Regions from separate parts of the Sus scrofa genome. Here region 1 is linked to region 2. The links are chromatin contacts, called in public Hi-C maps. All regions are on one chromosome and are shown on one strand. The core of a region is the stretch at or near the end of the contact, and the rest is flanking DNA. Distances in the headings are between cores, read along the strand shown.

What was found. Hi-C and Micro-C count contacts between places; a contact is called where the count stands out from the background.
Region 1: a Hi-C map of liver shows a contact between it and region 2, with 2.8 times the contacts expected there. The contact joins the promoter of ANKRD33 here to the promoter of FIGNL2 in region 2. A contact is called at or near these places in 4 of 47 Hi-C or Micro-C datasets (embryonic fibroblasts, liver and skeletal muscle) and 2 of 2 datasets of contacts at active chromatin or transcription factors (alveolar macrophages and skeletal muscle).

The regions. Positions count from the first base shown.
Region 1 is chr5:17,243,370-17,248,913 of Sscrofa11.1, forward strand. It overlaps ANKRD33 (ankyrin repeat domain-containing protein 33), which reads left to right and starts at 3,971. Exons shown (of 5, transcript XM_021091670.1): 1 at 3,971-4,540; 2 at 4,871-5,415. The coding sequence starts at 4,917.
Region 2 is chr5:17,205,982-17,211,929 of Sscrofa11.1, forward strand. FIGNL2 (putative fidgetin-like protein 2) reads right to left here and starts at 3,316. Exons shown (of 2, transcript XM_021091668.1): 1 at 3,062-3,316.

The DNA.
Region 1 (5,544 bases), core at 2,721-5,220, 38 kb after region 2:
GAGAATCCTTAGAAGATGCAAGGAAGACTCCAATTGTGGTTTCAAACCTTGCTGTGCCAGTGAATGTAAATTTCTCATGGATGGGTACGTGGGCCCACCTGCTCAAAGAGCAGCCCAGTGTGTCCTCTCCGTCAGGTAATCCCACTGTCCTCTGCCAGAGCTCAGAGGATCCTGTCACTTCAGAAGACCCTCCCAGTGTCATCACTGCACCTCCTTTAAAATGCATCTTGCTTGAGGAGTCCCCTATGGCTCAGTAGGTTAAGGACCTGGCATTGTCAATACAGCAGCGTGGGTCACAGCCGTGGCTGGGATTCTATCCCTGGCTTGAGAACTGCCATAGGCCACAGGTGCAGCTGAAAAGGTCACTCCCTCAGGTCGTCATACACACTGCAAAGTTGGAGTGATAAAATCAACATTGTATCTTGGTGCCTGCAAGGCTGGATTCTGGTGACAGGTCCCTCCCTGGCTTGTAGTGGATGGCTGTCTTCTCACTATATCCTCACATGGCCTTTCCATTGTGCCCACATGGGAGCAGGCGTGGTGGAGGGAGAAAGGAGAGAGAACACATGCTCTGGTGTCTCTTCCTTTTCTTAAAAGGACAGCAGTCCTGGAGTTCCCGTCGTGGCACAGTCGAAACGAGTCCGACTAGGAACCATGAGGTTGCGGGTTCGATCCCTGGCCTCGCTCAGTGGGTTAAGGATCCAGCATTGCCGTGAGCTGTGGTCTAGTTCGCAGACGTTGGTCGGATCCCGCGTTGCTGTGGCTCTGGCGTAGGCCGGCGGCTACAGCTCCGATTCGATCCCAATCCCGGGAACCTCCATATGCCATGGGAGCGGCCCTAGAAAAGACAAAAAGAAAAAAGAAAAAAAAAAAAAAAAAAAAAAGAAAAAAAAAAAGGACAGCAGTCCTGTCAGATCAGGATCCTGCCCTATGACCTCATTTAATAATAAGTACCTCTCTATCTCCAAGTACAGTCACATCAGGGGTTAACGTTTCAACATATGAATTTTTATTTATTTATTTTATATTTTATTTTATTTTCACCTTTTTAGGGCAGTACCTGTGTCATATAGAAGTTCCCAGGATAGGGTCGAATCAGAGCTGTAGCTGCCGGCCTACATCACAGCCATAGCCATGCCAGATCCAAGCTGCATCTGCGACCTACACCACAGCTCATGGCAACGCCGGATCCTTAACCCACTGAGCAAGGCCAGGGATCGAACCTGGTCCTCACGGGTGCTAGTTGGGTACTTTCCACTGAGCCATAACAGGAATTCCAACGTATGAATTTGAGGGGGGCACAATTAAGTTCATAACAGATCTCTTTCTCATACCATATAGAAAAGTAATTTCCAGATGGATTAAAGACTAAATATTAAAAATAAGGAGTTCCCTGGAGTTCCTGTTTGGCACAGTGGTTAACAAATCCGACTAGGAACCATGAGATTGCGTTGCCGTGAGCTGTGGTGTAGGTCGCAGACGCGGCTCGGATCCTGCGTTGCTGTGGCTCTGGCGTAGGCTGGTGGCTACAGCTCCAATTGGACCCCTAGCCTGGGAACCTCCATATGCCATGGGAGTGGTCCTAGAAAAGGCAAAAAAAGACAAGGGTTTATTATCTAGAATATTAACAGAAATTCCTGAAAACTCAATAAAAAAGACAGGATAGGGAGTTCCCCTGTGATGCAGTAGGTTAAAGCTCCAGAGTTGTTACTGCAGCAGCTCCAGCCACTGTTGTGATGTGGGTTCGATCCTTGGCTCAGGAAATTCCATATGTCACAAGTATGGCAAAAAAATAAATAAAATAAAGCATGGAGTTCCCACTGTGGTGCAACAGGATTGGTGGTGTTTCTGCAGCGCCAGGACATGGGTTTGATCCCCAGCCCAGCACAGTGGATTAAAGGATCTGGCATTGCCACAGCTGCAGCATAGGTCTGATCCCAGGCCTGGGAACTCCATATGCCTCAGGGAGGCCGAAAAAGAAAAAAAAAATCCTTTTATAGTTCTGTACCATCAGACTGATAAAAACTAGAAGGCTGAATAAGTTCAAGTGTTGGCAAGGATTTGAGATACTTTTACGCACTCTTGGTGGGTCACTAAAATAGGGAGCAATCTGGGAGCAGGTGGCCAATAAAAATGTATGTACCCTATGCCCTATGACCCAGCAGACTCTGAGATGCTCTCTTTTGGGTCCACAGCTAGATATATACAAGGATGGTCCCTGCAGTATTTGTAGTGGCATGAAGTTGGAGGCAGCATAGGGGTCCACCTTTGGAAGAGCAGATAAGTCAGATGTGATGGATGCACACTATGGCATCCTATGCAGCAGGAATAAGAGGGAAGAAAGAAAGGTTAAAAGGGACACACCATACCTTTTATCAAGAGAGCAAAGATTTTCCAAGGAGCCTCCCCCATCAGACTGCTGCTTGCATTTCATTGGCCAAAACTGTGTTAACTGGTCACACCTGACCAAAAGGTGACCAGAGAGAAGAGGGTTATGGATAGGGAGTGTATCATTTAATCAGAGATGTCTGACCCATCATCTCGTAGATTTCTTCCAACTGCTGCATAGAGTCCACAGTGTCCCTTCACCACATTTTACTGTGATGGCTAGAGGTACAGCAGCTATATTGTGACCATGAGGAAAAGCCAAGAGACTCCCAGAGAAGGCCCTGACATCATCGAGTTACTCAGTCAACACCAACAGCTTCTTATCTTTGAACTTTTTATCTTGTATGAAGAATAAACCTCTACTTGTTTAAGCCACACATGTCAGTTAGGGTTTAATTACTGGTAACAGAAATAAATCTGGCTAGTTTAAATAAAGAAGCAGGCTCTAGGTCTGGGAACAACTCCCAGCTTTGAGAGGCACATGACCTCTGCCTGTGATCCAGAAAACAAGTCACTACTACAGGAAGCTGACGAATCAGGAAACTGCTCACTAGACCCCCCCAACCGTATCTGTCACAATTTGTGACAGCAAAACGGATGTCCCATGCTACTTAGCTCTATTCCAAATTTGTGTCTTACACAAAAGCAGAACTTAAATCACAGATTCCTAGCTCACAAGAATCTGGGAAGTGTCATTATACCTTTCCAGCTTTTACAGTTTTGGAAGCAGGTTGAGCAGCCAGCCTATGGCAGCAACCACACCCCTGAGGTCAGTTTTTGGTTACAACACCTGACTGATACACTGCATAAAAAGCAGCAAGGACCAACCCCCAAAACAGCACTGAGTGAAAAGAACGAACACAATAAGCTCTGTAGCACAATCTAAGGTGTGAGTTAAAATAAAACAAACCACCACTACTTTTTTCAATGAAATGTATGTTGTCACGAATATATGTGTCATCGAGTTCCCATTGTGGATCAGTGGAAATCATGACTAGGAACCATGAGGACGCATGTTCCATCCCTGGCCTCGCTCAGTGGGTTAAGGATCCGGTGTTGCCATGAGCTGTGGTGTAGGTTGCAGACGCAGCTCCGATCCCATGTTGCTGTGGCTCTGGTGTAGGCCGGCGGCTACAGCTCCGATTACACCCCTAGCCTGGGAACCTCCATATGCCACTGGAGCGGTCCTAGAAATGGCAAAAAGACAAAAAAAAAAAAAAAAAAAAAGGTAATTTAACTTAAAGAATAATTTAATAATAATTTTATTAATTTAATAAATAATGGGAGTTCCTGTCATGGCTCAGTGGTTAACTAATCCGACCAGGAACCATGAGGTTGCAGGTTTGATCCCTGGCCTTGCTCAGTGGGTTAACGATCTGGCGTTGCCGTGAGCTGTGGTGTGGGCCAGCAGCTACAGCTCTGATTAGACCCCTAGCCTGGGAACCTCCATATGCCGCAGGTGCGGCCCTAGAAAAGACAAAAAAATAAAATAAAACCTTCCATTAAAATAAATAAATAAATAAATAAATAATGAAAACCATAGTTTGATTTGAATAATCAAAATAATTCATTTACATGTGAATATAATTTAAATATTTTATATTTAATGTACCACATCAAACTAATCCATTAAACTGAATATATCATAATTTCTGTACCCTAATTAAGCAATTCTTTATGCTTTAATTTCCCCAGAATCTAAAAAAATAGATCCAGGTGACCCCTGGGGCCCCTATGCCCGTCCCAGTCACCCTCTTTAGAGAGGTGTGTGACTTACAGCCTCTCCCACCCCTACCCCCCCTGCCAAGCCCGGCTCCACTCTTCAAAGCGTGGGTTTGGAGCTGGTCTCCGAAGGGGGCCGAAGGTGTGAGTTTGCAGGAGAGGCGGATCTTACTCTCAGAGCCCCCTCCTCGGGGGAGGAGCCACTCGGACTCGGGCCCCGCCCACTCTAGGCAGGCTCGTGGGGCGGGGCTCTGTCGGCTTGGGGAGGGGAGAGCACCTGCCCCGCCCTGCACCTCATCCCTAACTAACCCGGCTTGATCCAGCTCAGCCCCGAGGTGTTTGAGGCAGCTCTTTCCGTTAAGTCGAGCCATCTGTTACCTGCGTTGCTTCCTGGGGGGGAGAGTCCACCTTGAGGCGCTCCAGAGACCCGGTGAGTGCTCTCAGGAGTCTGGGGCTTACTGTGAGTCCCAGCAATGGCTACCTCCTAGGGAGCCTCCAAACCCCAGGTAAGGTCCCCTGGGAAAAAGGGAACTGCCGCTCTCCCTGAATCTCACCAGGATCCTCACTTATAGTGACTTCTACCCTCTTAGGGCTCCTGCCACTCTGCTTCCCTGCCACCGGCATGTCCTTTCTCCAGGGTGAATGGGATGGGACACTCCAGTAGGAAAGGACTCTTCCTTGGGCCATTGGGGTGAGTCACAGATGCTGAGACATGTCCCAGGATTCAGAGGGACACCATTCCCCTCATTCTGTGTTATAGATGCCAGCTGCATTGAAGGGGGGAAACCCGCCTTCTTGCCCCCAGCATGGAAGAGGAGGAGCTGCCATTGCCGAGGGGAGGGCTGGACGTGTCTGATGCCTCTATCCCAGGCTGCACGCTGGGGGCCCTGTACTGGGCCTGTGTCCGAAATGACTCTGCCCAGCTCCAAGCCATCCTGGATGATGGGGTCTCCCCAGAGGAGGCCACCCAGGTGGACGGCAATGGGAGGGTGAGTCACCCCACTCGTCCTGGGAATTTCAGGATGGCATCCACTGCCTGGGTCCTCAGGAGGAAGGGAGAGAGTGGGTCTTCACAGGAACTGGGACATCCCTGGGTCAGATGTGGATTTAAAGGGCCCAGGGCCCCCAAGAAGCTCCAGGAGGGAAGCACGGGGGCTGAGCTGCCCCTCCCCCAGACAGGCCTCATGGTCGCATGCTACCATGGCTTCCGGAGTGTCGTGGCTCTGCTCAGCCGCTGTCCTTTCCTGGATGTGAACCAGCAGGACAAAGAGGGGGACACAGCCCTCATGCTGGCTGCCCAAGCAGGTAAGAGGCTGCTGACCCCACCCTCTACCCGCCAGACCAAGGCCACAGCCCACACTCTTTGCACCAATGTTCTCTCACTCTGACACTGCCACTGCCGTGTTGGGTGGAGAGTGGATCTGGGGCTTTGTC
Region 2 (5,948 bases), core at 2,066-4,565:
TTAAATCAGGTAGAGGCATCATTAACTGCCAACCGAGTCCACAAGCGGCAAGTTCCACGAGAAGGCACAGGGAGAGTCAGGAGACCAGCCTAGCCCCTGCCCTCCCTGACGGACCAATGGTGGGGGAGGGGGAGGCAGGGAGGCTGGGCTCCTAAGGGTCCAGCAACTGCAGCAGTAGGAGCTGGGGGTGGAGAGTGGGGGCAGCCTTGGCCCAGATAATAAGCAATTGTTAATGTGATCCATATGGATCCTGACTGGCCTCTCTGTTTAACAGGATGATAATGGCAGGGAAAGAATGCTGGCCTGTGGGGAAAGGAAGGGGCAAAGTCCTCCCCGGACTTGGGGTGGGGGAGGGTCAGCAAGGAGGAGGAGGAAGAGACCCACCCAGGGGTCTCCACCCACCCAGGAGCACAGAGCTATTTGCCTGAAAGTGTCCGGATGCCATGCTTCGCAGGCTGCCCTTAGAAAGAAAGAAAGAAAAGAAAGAAAAGAGAAAGAAAGAAAGAAAGAAAGAAAGAAAGAAAGAAAGAAAGAAAAGAAAGAAAAAAAGAAAACCCTTTCATTCAGCCAACAAATATTTACGGAGCACCCACAAGGTGACAGGCCCTGTGCCAAGCCCAGTGGGGATGGGGGACAGGGAAGTTTGCGCTCCAGCTCTGTCCTCCAGGAGGCAAAGCCTAGTGTGGACTCAGCCACAGAGGCTGATGGGAGGCACAGGTGCAGGGCTAGAATGTGCAGAGAGGAGCAAGTGACAAGAGCTGGGGGCTCTGGGGAGGCTACATGGGGGAAGTGTGGCATCTGAGTTGGGCCTTGAAGAATGAGGAGGTTGTGGAGAGACAGGGACAATGGGGAAGGCATTTGGCTGAGGGAACAGCAAGAGCAAAGGCAGAGAGGCGTGAAATTGCGTGGAGAGTCTGAGGTCTCAGCAATAAAGCTGCAGCCCAGGGAGGGGAGGGGAGGGGATGCTTGCTCCATAAAAAGCTGTGGCCATGGATGACCAGGAGGAAGGCAGGAAAAGGCTCTGAGAACAACACAATCCGGTCTGGTCCCTCTCCTGCCCCCCTCCAGTCTGCGCACTGGAATTGTCCACCCACGGGATCCTCAGCCCAGCCCACCTTTATGCCACAGCCAGAAAATCCCGCAGGCCCCCGCAGGCCCAACACATCCCTGTGTCTCTCTGCCCTCCTCTTCTGCTCCCGGGGAGATGGGGGTCCCCTGAAAAGTGGGGGGTGTCGGGCAACTCCACTGCCCCACAAAGCTAATTCCTTTTAGCCCCAAGAGGGCTCTCCTGAGAATATACTACTGGGAGAGCACGAGGGTCGCTCCTGACAGGGGTGGCTGTTGGGAACACCACTGGAATCAAGTGGAAATTAATGAAACGGCGCTAAATACGGGAGAGGGGGATTTACGAGGCCTGTCACCAGCGGAGTGAGGCCGGCGGCAGGCCCCGCCCCTTTCTCGCCCACCCCAGGAAGTCCCGCCCCGCCCCCTGCCCCGCCGCTCCGGCGGCCGCCTGGTACCCGCGCGCGGCTGGGTCCCGCAGCGCCAAGTACTGAGCTGCCCGGTCCGACTGTCCTCCCAGGGCCACTGCACAGCAGAGAACGGCGTTTGCTCCCGGCTCGGAATTCCTGGATGGGGGCTCGGGAGAACCCCAGTCCGGCCGTTCCCAGAAGGACGCACGGGGATTCGGGTTGAACTCTGGGTGGGTCTCGGGCTCCCTGTGCAGGGTCAGAGTTCTTTGGACCACGGCACTATCTGGCCCACTCCAGCGACTCCACAGGGAAGGCTCTGGAGCCCGAGCACCGAGAAGGTCTCCTGCCCCGCGGAAGGCCAGAGTGGGATTCGAACCGGCTTGCCATTTCTCGCTGCCTGGCCGAGGGCTGAGGTCCGCTCAGCCGCTGCGGCCCTGGCGGCCCTGGCGTACGACAACACAAACATTCTTCCGTCCTCTATTCTCCTCCAAATTAGGTATCCATGGAGACAGGGCCTGGCAGCCTGACAGCCCCACGGCCTAATCCTGATTTAGTGACCGTCCCTTTAACAGCCCACCCACCCGTCCACCCACCCCTGCGCTCCAGGCTCCCGGCCGCTGCTGGGCGCAGGCTCCAGGCCGCTCACGCTCGCCCTCGCACAGCCCCTTTTCCAGATCTCCTCCGCCGGAGAGGCCACGGGGACTGGAAGGGTCGAGAAGGCAGACCTACCTTTGCTGAGCACCCAACCTTTACTGTGTGCCCAACCCTTACAGAGGACCCTCTATAAAGCGATTTCCTTAGCAAGGGAATCACTGTGTAGACCAAGAGTGGGGAAGTTTAAAGGGCTCATGAGAGAGAGCTGGGAGCTCAGAGGGTCCCCCTGGCAGCCTATAACCCACGGGTGAAGGTAAATGTGGCTTCCTGCAACACTCTGACTCCGAGATGGGGGCTAAGCTCTCTCGGGCCAGTAGAGAAGAAAGGCAGGGTGTGGGTGTGAGGGTCGCAGGGCCCGCAGGGCCCCAAGTGGCCTCAGTCTCCTGTCACTGCCCCGTCACGATGCTGGGGAATCTCCGGGCCTGGAACCCAGTCCCCACCCCCCCCTCCCTCACACACAGGGGCCGCTGGACAAAGACCTGACGGAGTGGGAGGGGCCTCGGGCCGGCCCTCGGGGCTCCGGACACTGGATCCTTCTGGGACCCGAACCCGCAAATCCTGGCTCCCCACCCCCAATCCCGCAGGCTCCCCCCAGAGCCTAGTGCTCGCTATTGCTGCAGCCTCCGCACCATGGGGGACGGCGAAGAGGGTGCCCGTTGGCGTCAGAGAGAAGAGCCCCTTCTTTGCCCGCCCCCTCCCCCCCCGGGGAGTGACCCTCGGCTCCCACGCACCCGCCCGGGTCTCTCGCTGGCCTTGCCCTTCGACCCCCGCCTCGTTGAACCCCGCGACCCGCAGCCCCCGCCCTCTCCGGCCCTCGCACTGCCCCGCGCCCGCGGACAAAGCTCCGGACACCCCGACCGAACGGTCACCACCCCTTGACCCCGGCCCGCCCGCGCGCTCCCGCGCCTGCCCCCGCCGGGGCCGCGGTCCCGTACCTCGGCATCCCGGCCGGGTCCTAGGTGAGTGTGCGCAGCCTGGGGGGACGTCCGGCCCCAGGGCCGGGGCGCAGGCCGGGGGCGACAGGCCGGGGCTGGGGGGCAGCGGCGCTCACCATCCTGGAGCCGCTACTGCTGCGGCTGCTGCGGCCGCCGCGGGCGGGAGCGGGACTGGGCAGTGGGGGTGGCCGGACAAGGGGCCGCCCCGGCTCCCCCCGCAGGCAGGACCCCCACCCCCACCCCCGCCTCCCCTCGCCCGCCCCCAGTGCCCTCCCTCGCAGGCCTTTGCTCCCCTCCCCTTTCCCTGCTCCTCCCTCCCCGAGTGCCCCTCCCTTCCCCCAACTCCCGCCCCTTCCCCGGCCCTCTCCACCCGGGCCGCTCCCCCGCCCTCCCCTCCTCGCCCCCGCCCCGCCCCGCCCCGCCCCCACCTCCCCTGGGCTCGCCCGGCCCCTCCTCTCAACCCGCCCGGCCTGGCCCCGCCCCTCTCCTCCCCGAGCTCTAAAATAAATTAGCCACAGAGGGGAAAAAAGAGCAAATGACCCTTGGTGTGGAGTGTCCTTGCGCCACTCTCAGGCCCGCCCCCACCTCTCCCGGGCCGTCGGAGCGGGAAGTTGGGGTGGGGGTGGAGGCCGGGCAGGGTGGGGAGCAGTCCCGGAGGGGGGAGACCGGGACTGAGCAATAGGGCGGCCGAGCGTGTCCGCCGGGTGTGAGCGGCTTCCTGGGTCGAAGGGCAAAGGGGAAGACAGCCGGCCCAGCCTGCCCCGTCCGCCAGCCGCCTTCGATCCCCTCTCCCTGGACTGCCTCGGCCTCTCGGCCTCTCGGCCTCTCGGCCAAAGCCTGATGGACTCACGCGTTCATCCCCCACCCCCCAGGTGAACTGTTGGCTGCAGCCCGGGACGCAGGGGCTGGGGCACGCACAGCCCAGCAAGTCCACCGCTCTGCGCTGATGCCACTCCGGGTGGGGCTGGGTTCAAGGGGGGACGGAGAGCCCTGAACATGGGCAGCGGAGAGTGGAATGTGACGTCTAAACCGTGGACTTCACTGGAGGGCTTCCCCAAGAAGGCAGCATTCACACTGGGCCAAGGATGACTCTCAGACCTGTGGTCTGCTTAGAGGTGCCCAGGGGCATTCATTGATCCGTGCATTCATTCAACAGATACATAATTCAGCCTCTACTCTGCCCCAGCCTTGGGCTAGGCACTTGGGACACCCGACAGAGTCCCAAAGGCACCCCCCGCACACACACACTGGTGCTGCCATTCAAGGGCAGGTAGAATTCTATCAGACACACTGAGGCAAGACTTCAGCGGTGATCCAGGTGGGAAAGGAAGACTGCCTGGCAAGTAGCGCATGGCAGAACCCCCTTTGCCCCCAGGATGTTGCAGGAGAGGGAGGCGGGCTTAGGTGGGAAGATGCAGATACATTTCCTAGAGGAGATGCTGAGCACCTGGAGGGTCCCTAGTCCATCTTTGTTCCCGCGCAAGGGCAATGTGTGTGGGTCCTCTTCTGAGGAGGTTTGTTCGGTTTTTTCCCTGCTCAGCCTGAGTACTAGCAGGACAAGGTGGCCCTTGCACCCTAACCCCCACCTGCAGGGTAGTGCTCTCTCTTCTGTGTTTTGCAGAACTCTAACTCTCCCCTTCTCTGGGATCTCCCTGGCCCCCTCTGGAAGCTCTGAGTTCTGACCTCCTGGGCACTCCTACAGGTGCCGCCCAGGGGTGGGGAAGGGGGAGGTTCCCATGTTTTTTCCAACCCACATACAGGAGCAGGAGTAGCACTCAGGCAGATTCTGGAACTCCCCAAGGTCAGAATCTTCTCCAATCCCAGAGTCTTCTTTCCTCTCCACTCCATACCCCTAGGACCCACAGCCTGGCACAGGTCAGAATGACAGGGCAGGCTTCAAAATCAGAAAGGCAGGATAAAGGGAGCCACATCTGTCACTCTGGGAGAGCTGAACCCCTAGCTGAAGGGACAATCCCAAGAAAACAGAGGGGGAAGGAATGTGTTGAGGATTTCTTTACTGATGGGGTATCTGAGGCCCAGAAAGATGAGACATGCTTGGGGTCACACAGCAAAGCTGGATCTAGGGAGTTCTTGCTGTGACTTAGCAGTAACGAACCTGACTGTAACTATGACGATGCGGGTTTAATCCCTGGCCTCTGTCAGTGGGTTAAGGACCCAGCAGTGCTTCAAGCTATGGTTTAGGTCACAGACACAGCCTGGATCTGGTGTCGCTGTGGCTGTGGTGTAGGCCGGCAGCTGCAGCTCTGATTTGGCCCCTAGCCTGGGAACTTCTATATGCCACAGGTGCGGCCCTAAAACGACAACAACAACAAAAATGCTGGATCTAGAATCCACTGTACTTTTGCCACTCTGTCAGGCAAAGGTGAGAGGCAGGAGCTAAGGGAGAGGCCAATGTCCACATGAGCTGAGTGACACCAACTAGCAGGATGAGAGCCACGAGGCCAAGCCCCACATTGCCAAGGCATTGTGGCTGGGTGTCGCTGGGGGCCATACTCCACCAGGCTCAAGGTGCGGTAAATGAAGGAGTATAACAGGAGGTGACAAGGTGCTCCCCTGGAGCAGGCATCCAGTTCTCCTGCACCCCCGGGGCCCCTCCAGCGCTGGTAGGAGGGACAAGGTTAGACCTCAGGAAGGCCTTCCCCATAAGACAGAGCAGGTCAGGAGTTCCCTTCGTGGTTCAGCAGTAACGAACCCGATTAGGATCCACAAAGACATGGGTTCAACCCCTCGCCTCGCTCAGTGGATCAAGGATCTGGCGTTGCTGTGAGCTGTGGTGTAGGCCGGCAGCTGTAGCTCCGATTTGACCCCTAGTCTGGGATCTTCCATGTGCCTCACATTCGGCCCTAAAAAGCCGGAATACAATAAA